Linked DNA regions of Mus musculus: region 1 is linked to region 2. The links are chromatin contacts, called in public HiChIP or PLAC-seq maps. All regions are on one chromosome and are shown on one strand. The core of a region is the stretch at or near the end of the contact, and the rest is flanking DNA. Distances in the headings are between cores, read along the strand shown. Region 1 has its middle 20 kb from the start of Gm33235. Region 2 has its middle 28 kb from the start of Mir680-2.

The links. HiChIP or PLAC-seq counts read pairs in DNA pulled down with a chosen protein or histone mark.
Region 1: a contact with region 2 is called in an H3K27ac HiChIP or PLAC-seq map of embryonic stem cells, with 13 read pairs. The contact joins two enhancer-like sites. A contact is called at or near these places in 1 of 484 Hi-C or Micro-C datasets (embryonic stem cells), 2 of 115 datasets of contacts at active chromatin or transcription factors (both in embryonic stem cells) and 2 of 9 other capture datasets (adipose tissue and liver).

Annotation. Positions count from the first base shown.
Region 1 is chrX:144,335,808-144,340,897 of GRCm38.p6, forward strand. It overlaps a transcript of Alg13 not described here. Among named protein-coding and RNA genes, the nearest start is that of Gm33235, 20 kb to the left of the region's middle. Within about 2 kb of position 2,819, at least 21 of the 459 cell types and tissues checked have an H3K27ac peak or open chromatin away from gene starts, as enhancers often do. A contact at or near this core is called in embryonic stem cells, where this site is marked.
Region 2 is chrX:144,267,137-144,272,092 of GRCm38.p6, forward strand. It overlaps the pseudogene Gm15067. Among named protein-coding and RNA genes, the nearest start is that of Mir680-2, 28 kb to the right of the region's middle. Within about 2 kb of position 1,710, at least 4 of the 459 cell types and tissues checked have an H3K27ac peak or open chromatin away from gene starts, as enhancers often do. A contact at or near this core is called in embryonic stem cells, where this site is marked.

The DNA.
Region 1 (5,090 bases), core at 1,569-4,068, 70 kb after region 2:
CTGAAACTCTGGTGGGCACCTGTAGGACAGAAACCTTTTGGGAATTCAGGGAGTGATCTCAAAGCTCTTTGTGTGGAGTAGGCTGTTTTACACACGTGAGTCTTTTTGTAATTTCCTTTGCTGCCTCTTGAAGTAGCTTTCCGGAGCTCTTTAGATTTCCAGAGTTCAGCTGCTTAGTCCCTCTTTATGCCTTGAGCTGATTTTGTGGTCCCACCTTTCTGTAACTGTTTCCCTTCTTCCTGCATTGTCTTCTCGAGTTTCTTACTCTTTGGAGCATCTGCTCTTCGTTTTTGTGTTTCCACAGGGTCCTGTCTTGTCCTGCGCCAGTCAGCCTCTTGCTTGTGCTTCTGGGAAGTGCCAAGATTCTGCAGCAACTGCCTTCTGCCTAGACCTTGAGCTGCTTCGGATACCTGCCTACACAAGCTCCAGTACTTGTGGCCACTGCCTATTCTTACCTGCATTCTGTGTTTTCCTCTTTTCCACCCCTCTCTACCTTTCTCATCATCCCATGCACAATGCAAAAAGGATGGAAAAAGTACTGCGGCCAGAAGTCTTTGAATGAGGCATCAATGGATGAATATTTAGGCAGTTTAGGGCTGTTTCGAAAGGTGGTTGCCAAGGATGCCTCTTGCCTCTTTCGTGCTATTTCCGAGCAGGTAAATATAAGTGTGACAAATGGATGATGTTTTGTTTTAAGATTTCAGGGTGAGATGTGGTGTGGTCCAGTAGTTCAATCTGTAGAGTAATGAAAGAAACAAGTATGTATTTTCTGTTTCTTAGTGAAAGTATCCAGGCCTTGAGAAGTACAGATTGGAATACTGTGCTGTTGTTGATTAGAGCAAATACGGTTCTCCTGTGGCTACTTTTTTTTTTTTTTTTTTTTTTTTTGCTTTTCATTGCCAGTTTGTAATCGGGGAGGGGTACATTAATGTGAGGTTAAGGAAAATATTGAAATTAATCTCAGTCCTTGGTAAGCATGCCCTACTCCTTTGTTTATGCATAAGAAAACGATTTATAGCTTGTACCCTTACAAGTTGAAAGTTGAGGTTGAAAGTCCAGGATAGAGTCATTAGCCCTTAATCTCAATAAAGATGACCATTTTTTAACATAAGGAGGCATGGCTTCTTTGCCTTTGCCTAAGATCAGGTGTAGTAGCAGCTGCACTTAATTTCTCTGTTTCCAACATGTGCTCTAGTTTAGGAAACTTGTGTCTAATTCATTGTCTTAATTTAGGAACGTCTATTTGAAATGACATGGCAGTGAGCTAGTCTTTTTTTTTTATAGTTGTTTCACAGCCAGATCCATCATTTACAGATCAGGAGAGCTTGTGTCTCATATATGAAGGAAAACCAACAAGCTTTTGAGTCTGTAAGTAGAATATATGCACTGAAGAGAGTTGTTGGTAATGTATATAGTAAGTGGGCAAAAAGAATTACTAGTACCTAGTTATGCTTTTTCAGTAAGCAACTATTTAAATGTCAGCTGACTTGCTAGAGCTAGCATGCTTTTGTACCTCTTCCTCAAAGTAAAATATTGCTTTATGCTGATTAAAGACTAAGAATGGCCTGTTGGTGTAGGTTTGTAATCCAGCTCTGATCTCTCATCCCAGTCCTCTGGATTCTGAATGAGTTGTGAATCCAGTGGGGCCAGTCTGAGCAGTATAGGCAGACTGTCAGAACAACAGTGACTAAAAGAAGTAACAACCCCAGTCTTACCTCTTCCTCTACCCCCGAGACAGATTCCCAAGACCATAACATTTATATTTTAACCACAATTTTGTATTGTTTGTACCACTTTTCTTGTTGAATAGTCTTGTAAAATTTAGTCATAAGAAAATCTTCGTTAGTCTTAATATTATAAATTGTGGAAATTGAAACTCTGCCCCTATGTTTGACTTGAAAACAACCTTTATAGAACATTTTTGTATACATTAAGTAGCTTAATTTTTGTTAAGTGAAGTGTCCAGGTTAGATTTTAAGCTTGTATCATGTGCCTATTTACTACTTGATTCTTTTGTCTGTATATCAATTTACTGCCCTTGGGATTTGTTTTTAATCTTCTCTACAGTGACTTAAAATCCTGTAAATGCTTCTTTAAATTTTGTTGATTATAGTCTTCTTCTCCCCTGGGAGAAATAGCACTGTTGGCATTGAAATGCAAAGCTATGTTCCCCAGCAGCCTAACTCTAGTATTTTGTGCTTAGAGATAACAGTGGAGCTTTTGTTAAACTATGAATTCTGATGCTGTACCTTTGTGCTGAGGCTTCAGATTTCTGCATTTTAAACAAACTTGTAAATTAAGGGTGTAGCTTCCCTGACCATATTTTGACTAACAAAAGATGTGTAAAACACCCTGTTAAAAGCCTGCTCTTCCATCCCCTCAGGTAAAGTTTATGCTTTGTTTATACCAGCCTGTCTTTTTTTTTTTTGGAAAACTAGTAGGGCCCAAGGACACCTATGGGTGTGTTAGATAAATTCATTATCTTCAATGTCACTTACTACAGTAAGGTAGTTTCAGGGTCAAAATTTGCCCTATTTTAAGTTACTCCCATTAATGCATGATAGTTCATAAGTTATCTCAGCTGACAAAATGAGCCAGTTCAAGTCAAATTATTGGTGGCAGCTCTAGAGCTAGTTCTCAGACCTCACAGGAGGGGGTTAGTGAAGTGGAGATTGAAAGTGGGTAGAGAGGGAGAGTTTGAGCAAGCCAGTGCCAGAGGGGGAGGGGAGGGGAAGGGAAGAGAAAAGGATTGCACTGTGTAGACAGAGATGGGGGGTGGTGCAGAAAGAGGAAAAGAGACTTGCTCAGAGAGTTGTGGAGAAATGGGAAGTGAGACAAAAGTTCTAGATTATATAGTGAAGAGCAACTGGGTGAGAGGGAAACTCAGCCACTGGGTTGTTAAGTTCAGCATGGAGGGCAGGGTATGCCAGCCATCCTCTGTAACAGGTTAAGGTCTGAGGGATGCAGGGAGAACCTGCAGGCCAGGTTCTCTTTGGTATGTTAAAAACATTTGTCTTGGGTCTGAAATCCAAGAGAAGTATATTATCATCTCAAATGAAAGGAAAAATCTCTTGTGAGATGGTGATAAGTGTAGAATATAATTGGATTGCCATAATGCTATGATTTGGCTAAGTCAAGTTTGTTTTGTTTTTGAAGTATGTGGAGGGATCTTTTGAGAAATATCTGGAACGGTTGGGAGATCCCAAGGTAAGTTCAAATATCATCTTCATAGTTGTTTGAAATAATTACCTAAACATAAATACATCTATGGCTATAACGACTCAAAACTGTATCAAGGGAAATAATGTAACATGCAATGGCCTGTTTTGTGTTGAATATTGAGAATTGTGTTTAGTGTTTCTATGGTCTCCTGAGAATATACACTGATTGGGAAATGGACAGTGTTTAAATAAAACTTTTTCACTTAAGTGGGAAAGAAAGGTGGTAATGTTACTGAGATTTTATTTATTTATTTATTTATTTATTTATAAGACAGGGTTTCTCTGTATAGCCCGGGTTATCCTGGAACTCTGTAGACCAGGCTGACCTTGAACTCATAAATCCGCCTGCCTCTGCCTCCCAAGTGCTGGTACTAAAGGTTTACGCCACCACTGCCCAGCTATTATTTTTTTTTTAAAAGTCAAAGTTTCCAATTAGTAGTTATTTTTTTGTTGTGGTAATCAAACTCATAATATAGAAATTTTTGTTAATTGGTTTTTACTTAAATAGACATTTACTAAATATTCTGCTATCTTTTTAAAAATAAGTTACACTTTTATGCTTTTATGGCTAAGAAGAGCTATGGGTTCATTATTTTGAATTGTTTATATTATGGAGTAGCTATCTTAATTTTCTAAAATTCATGCTGAATACTACTTAATAGTTCTAAAATGCTTTTCAAAACTCTTTATATTTAGGAGAGTGCTGGCCAGCTGGAACTAAAAGCTCTTTCTCTAATTTATAAGTAAGTTGTATCAAATAAAGGGACCAAAGGTAGAATGTAAGAGGGAATGTATAAATATGAATGGAAATGATGTCTGTCAGAATCCTTTTAGAACTCATTAAATTTGAGAGTTAATAACTTAATAATGTAGGATAAAAAGGGTTAAGCTAAATCTATTTGATAACAGTTTTGGGGTGGATGACCTTGTTATTAGTTCTGTCCTAGAATTTGTGGCTGTTTGTTTGTTTTTGTTTTTGTTTTTGGTTTTTCTATATAGCCCTGACTGTCTTGGAACTCACTCTGTAGTTCCAAATTCGCCCGCCTCTGCCTCGGGAGTGGTGGGATTAAAGGTGTGCCCCACCACGCCCGGTTTGAATTTATGGCTGTTTAAAAGGTAGGCAGGTATGTTATTGGGACATGGCTATGATACTAGCTAGCACTGAGCAGGGAGGCAGCGGCAAGACAATCTTGATTTCAAAACCACACTGGACTATACAACAAGATCTTGCCTTTAGACAAACTAAGAGACTGAAAATGCTGAACTGGTAATATTTCCTGTAGGAAATTAGAATAGCTATCTTCTAAAACTTTTTAAATACTTAATATTTTTTATATGTTGTCATTAAGGCAATGTGTTCCTGGTCCTTTGAGACAGGGTTTCTCTGTGTAACAAACTCTGGCTGTCCTGGACTAGCTTTGTATAGACCAGGCTGGTCTCGACCTCACAAAGATCTGCTTGCTTCTGCTTCCCAAGTGCTAAGAGTAAAGGCCTGTGTCACTTTGCCCTGCACAGTTTCACTTGTAATGTTAAAGTGTGGGGCAAAACTTTTAGTTAGTAGTTGAATGATCCTTCAAATTGCCACATTATATTTTGCTGTTAACACTTCATGGGGAAATTAAGAAAAGTTAAAAGGCTATTTCATTTATACTAAATCTCTTCCCATCTACCTTTGTTTTCTATCTGTATAGTCGAGATTTCATTATTTATCGTTATCCTGGAAAGCCACCAACTCAAGTCACAGATAATGGCTTTGAAGACAAGGTAGGGAGATGAATGCTAAGATGATGCCAGCTTACCCCAATATTTAGAAATAACCCTTTTGACTTAATTAGTGAAACTGTAACCATAGTCTTGAAGCCCAGTGCA
Region 2 (4,956 bases), core at 460-2,959:
TTTGTTGAGGCTTGGTACACCTGTACAGAATCGACATGACTCTGCAGTTAAGAGCACTGACTGCCAAGTCAGGCCAGCCAGGGTCTGCTGGCAGATTTCCTGACCTGCTGATGCTTGGAACTATAAGAGGGGATACACATAAAGCTCAAGGCAAGGGGCTGAATGTTCTGTTAATTTTGGAGTAGGAGACAGGAATGAGTAAGAAAACCCCTGGATGGGTAGAAATATCAAATGTATGTCAGACATTGTCTCTGCTAGCTTATGACTTTGTTTCCCACGATACTGTAAAGTCTATAAAGCCTATGAGAATTAAACGTGAGGCTGTTGCAGCACTGACTAGACAGCCATCCCAACTTCTAAAAAATAAAAAAGCACTGACTGCTCTTCCAGAGGACCTGCATTCAGTTCCCAACCATCTGTAATGGGATCTGATGCCCATCTGCTGTGTCTGAAGACAGCTACAGTGTACTCCTATAAATAAAATAAAATCTTTAAAAATATATTTAAAAAAAAAACAATAAATAAAATGACTAAGCCAGGTGGTGGCAGCACAAGCCTTTAATCCCAGCACTTGGAAGGCAGAGGCAGGAGGATCTCCGTGGACTGGAGGCTAGCCCAGTCTACAGAGTGAGTTCCAGGACAGCCAGGATGACACAGAAAATTGTCTTGAAGAACAAAACAAAACAAAACAAAAAAGACTATCCAAATCTTTTGACCATTTTAAATTGAACTATGTTTCTTTTTTTCTTTTCTTTTCTTTTTTTGAAAGGTTCTATATTTTATTACTGGACAAACATCCTAATTTAAGACACAGGCAAGTCGCCAGGTTAAAAATGTTGAAATCCATCTGGTAGGACTGATTGCTGACCACAACTCAGTATAAACCCTTCAGTCTTGCCTTTGTGTGAATCCTTACAGACCCAGCTCCGTTCTCCTCCAGTGTCTTCTCTTAGAGTTGAACCTGTCTTTGTTACGAGTTTTCATCCGGATCCACTGAGGAATAGGGCGATTTTGCTTTTGTTTCTTGGCCAGGAATCGCTTGAGTCGGAAAGTCTTGTGAGAAGACATGCGAGAAGCCGAATCAGGAGGAGTGCACAGCGATGGCGGAGGAGAGGAGAAGTCTATTTTTCTTTTGACTATCAAGACTTAAGAGTTTCTTTTATATTCGGAATATCTTTTTGTATTTAGATATATTGTTTACTTGCTGGCTTGCAACAGGGTCTCACGCTATAGCTGAGGCTAACCTTGAACACTTGGTCCTCCTGTTTCCTCTTCCCAAGTGTTGGGATTACAAGCCTGCCTGGCTCAGATATGTTTTTATCTTGCTTCATAATTTTGAACTTTCAATATGTTTTATAATCAACATAATAACAGCAATAAGTGTATACAAATTATAACTAAATTTGAAAAGTATGCTCAAAGTAAGGGACTTGCATTTAAGAACCATTCTTTTAAAATATTTTTTACTTTCCTTCCTTCTTAGCTCAACTGGGAGCTGACTGACTACTGCAAATAAACTTTAGTTCTTTAGTTATTCCCTATAGTGGGGTTGGTCCAGCTATGTATTCAAATGCTAAATACTGTATCCCAAGATCTGGTAGTCCCAAGACAAGCAAATTCTCAAATACACCAGCTTTTGTTGTGTAAAACTTTCCTCCAAGTTATCCCCCATTGGTTAATAAAGATGCCTACCTCCTGGAATAGGAGAAGAGAGCTGGGTGGAGAAGTTACTGGGCTTGGGGTCTGAGGCAGGGACCATAAGAGGAGGAGAGAGGAAGGAAGTCGGCCACCTATTAGGTGAGTCATGAGGACATGGCATTGAGGGCTGGCTTAATGGAGTAGGAGCAGCCCAGGTGGAACCTGGCCAATGATATCTCAATGATCTCCACAGGGAAGTAGACAACAGAGCATAGCGAGCTGATATCTGCCCAGCTCTAGTGCTTTTATGCTTATTATAAATCTAAAGGTTTCTTTGTCTTTTATCTGGGAAAAATATGGTCTGAAGACAACAAAGGGGTGTAACTGTTAGCATCCTTTCTAGGCTCTGCCCCATAATTACCTGGCAACAGCCAGATGTGCCTGACTCACTATAAAAGGGGATGCTTGCCCCCTCCTCACTCTCTTCCCCCTCTTTCCCCTCTGTCCCTGCTTTTCCCATTTCCCTACCCCCTCTCTCTCTGCCTACTCATGGCCTGCCTCTCCCTGTCCCTGTCCCTCTCCCTCTTCAACTCCCATCCCTACCCCCTCTCTCTCTGCCTACTCATGGCCTGCCTCTCCCTGTCCCTGTCCCTCTCCCTCTTCAACTCCCATCTCCCCCTTCAACTCCTCTTCCCCAAGCCCTGAATAAACTCTATTCCATTTATTTATTTATTTATTTATTTATTTATTTATTTATTATATGTAAGTACATTGTAGCTGTCTTCAGACACTCCAGAAGAGGGAGTCAGATCTCGTTACGGATGATTGTGAGCCGCCATGTGGTTGCTGGGATTTGAACTCTGGACCTTCGGAAGAGCAGTCGGGTGCTCTAACCCACTGAGCCATCTCACCAGGCCCCTCTATTCCATTTATACTATACCTAGTAGCTAGTACCCCAAAGGGAAGGGAGGGCCTCAGCATGGGCCCGCAGAGGCCCTCCCTTCCCCCTTCCCCCTTCCCCCTTCCCCCACCCCCTGCACCATACAGTGTGCCTCTACCAAACATAACCCTGGCCTTTTTCTTTTTTATAAAACAACACTAACAACCTTCAGAATAATATTAATCACAACAATTCCCGTTAAAATATATTTGCAGGGCTGGCAAGATGGCTCAGTGGTTAAGAGCACTGACTGCTCTTCCAGAGGTCCTGAGTTCAAACCCCAGCAACCACATGGTAGCTCACAACCATCCTTAATGAGATCTGATGCCCTCTTCTGGAGTGTCTGAAGACAGCTACAGTGTACTTATTTATAATAATAAATAGATCTTTGAGCCTGAGCAAGCAGGGATGACCGGAGTGAGCAGAGGTCCTAAATTCAATTCCCAACAAGCACACAAAGGCTCACAACTATATGTACAGCTACAGTGTGCTCATATACATAAAATAAATAAATAAACTCTTTAAAAGTGGTCCCTATTTAAAAAAAAAAAAAGGTCCATGGCCAGTAGTAGATGGCAAACACAAAATAAACTGAATGGCATTTTTGGAAGTTCATTGTCTCATAAAACTTTGTAAGGTATTGGGTTTTTTTTCCATTTCATATATCTATATATGTGTATATACATATATATATTTGTTTGTTTTGTTTTGATGGTTTTATGATTTGATAGGATTTCTCTATGGTAAATGTGTGTGTCTCTGCAGCTATACGTGGTCCTTAAGCTTTTTCTTTGACTCTTTTTATTCTGTTTTGTCCTATTTTTTAAATTTATTTATTTATTTTATATGAGTACACTGTAGCTGTCTTCAGACACACCAGAAGAGGGCATCAGATCTCATTACAGATGGTTGTGAGCCGCCATGTGGTTGCTGGAAATTGAATTCAGTACCTCTGGAAGAGCAGTTAGTGCTCTTAACCATTGAGCCATCTCTCCAGTCCATTTTGTCCTATTTTTAATCTAATTTCATTTTGTCATTATTATTTTTGATGCCTATTTATATCCTAATGAGAGAGAGAAAAGAGGGTTGAGATTTGAGTCAGTGTGGAGGATCTGAGAGGAGTTAGAGGAACAGAAACAATAATCAGAATACAAAAATATCATATATATACATATATATATGATAACACAAAACTAACAGTGGAATTGGAAAACAAACAAACAAACAGAAAAGAACCCAAGGGAAGGCACAAGAAATAGAGACCCATTCCTCTCTGGTTATTATGTTCGTTCTCTCTCCTCTTCCATGGAGTTTTCTAAGCCCTGAGGGGAGAGATTTGATGAAGACATCACATTTAGGACTAAGTGATCCAAGGTCTTTCATTCTCTGCATAATGTCTGCCTGTGAATCTCTGTATTTATTCATATCTGCTGCAGGAGTAAACTTCTCAGATAAAAGCTGAGCAAGGCATTGATCTGTGATTATGAGTCATTTTGTTGCCACTAAAAAAAAATAAAAAACAGTAGTTGTGGTGGTTTAAATATGCTTACCCATGGGAAGTGGCACTATTAGAGGTGTGACCTTGTTGGAGTGGGTGTGGCCTTGTTGGAGGAAGTACATCACTGTGGGGATGGGCTTTGAAGCTCTACCCAGTGCAGAAGAATCAGTCTTCTCCTGGCTGCCTTCTAATTAAGATGTAGAACTCTCAGCTCCTTCTTGAGGACCATGGCTGCCTAGATGCTGCCATGCTTTCTACCATGATGATAATGGACCTAAAGTCTGAACCTGTAAGCCATCCCCAATTAAATTTTGTCCCATATAGCCGGGCGTGGTGGCGCACGCCTTTAATCCCAGCACTCGGGAGGCAGAGGCAGGCCTGGTCTACAAAGTGAGTGCCAGGACAGCCAGGGCTTCACAGAGAAACCCTGTCTCAAAAAAAAATTGTCCCATATAAGAGTTGCCTTGGGCCAGGCGTGGTGGCGCATGCCTTTAATCCCAGCACTCAGGAGGCAGAGGCAGGCAGATTTCTGAGTTCAAGGCCAGCCTGGTCTACAAAGTGAGTTCCAGGACAGCCAGGGCTATACAGAGAAACTCTGTCTCAAAAAACAAAAGCAAAACAAACAAACAAACAAACAAACAAACAAAAAGAGTTGCCTTGGGCTAGAGAGATGGCTCAGTGGTTAAGAGAACTGACTGTTCTTCCAGAGGTCATGAGTTCTAATCCCAGCAACCACATGGTGGCTCACAACCATCTGTAATGAGATCTGATGCCCTCTTCTGGTGTGTCTGAAGACAGCTACAGTGAACTTATATATAATAAACACATTTTTCTTAAAAAGTTACCTTGGTCATGGTCATGATGTCTCTTCATAGTACTG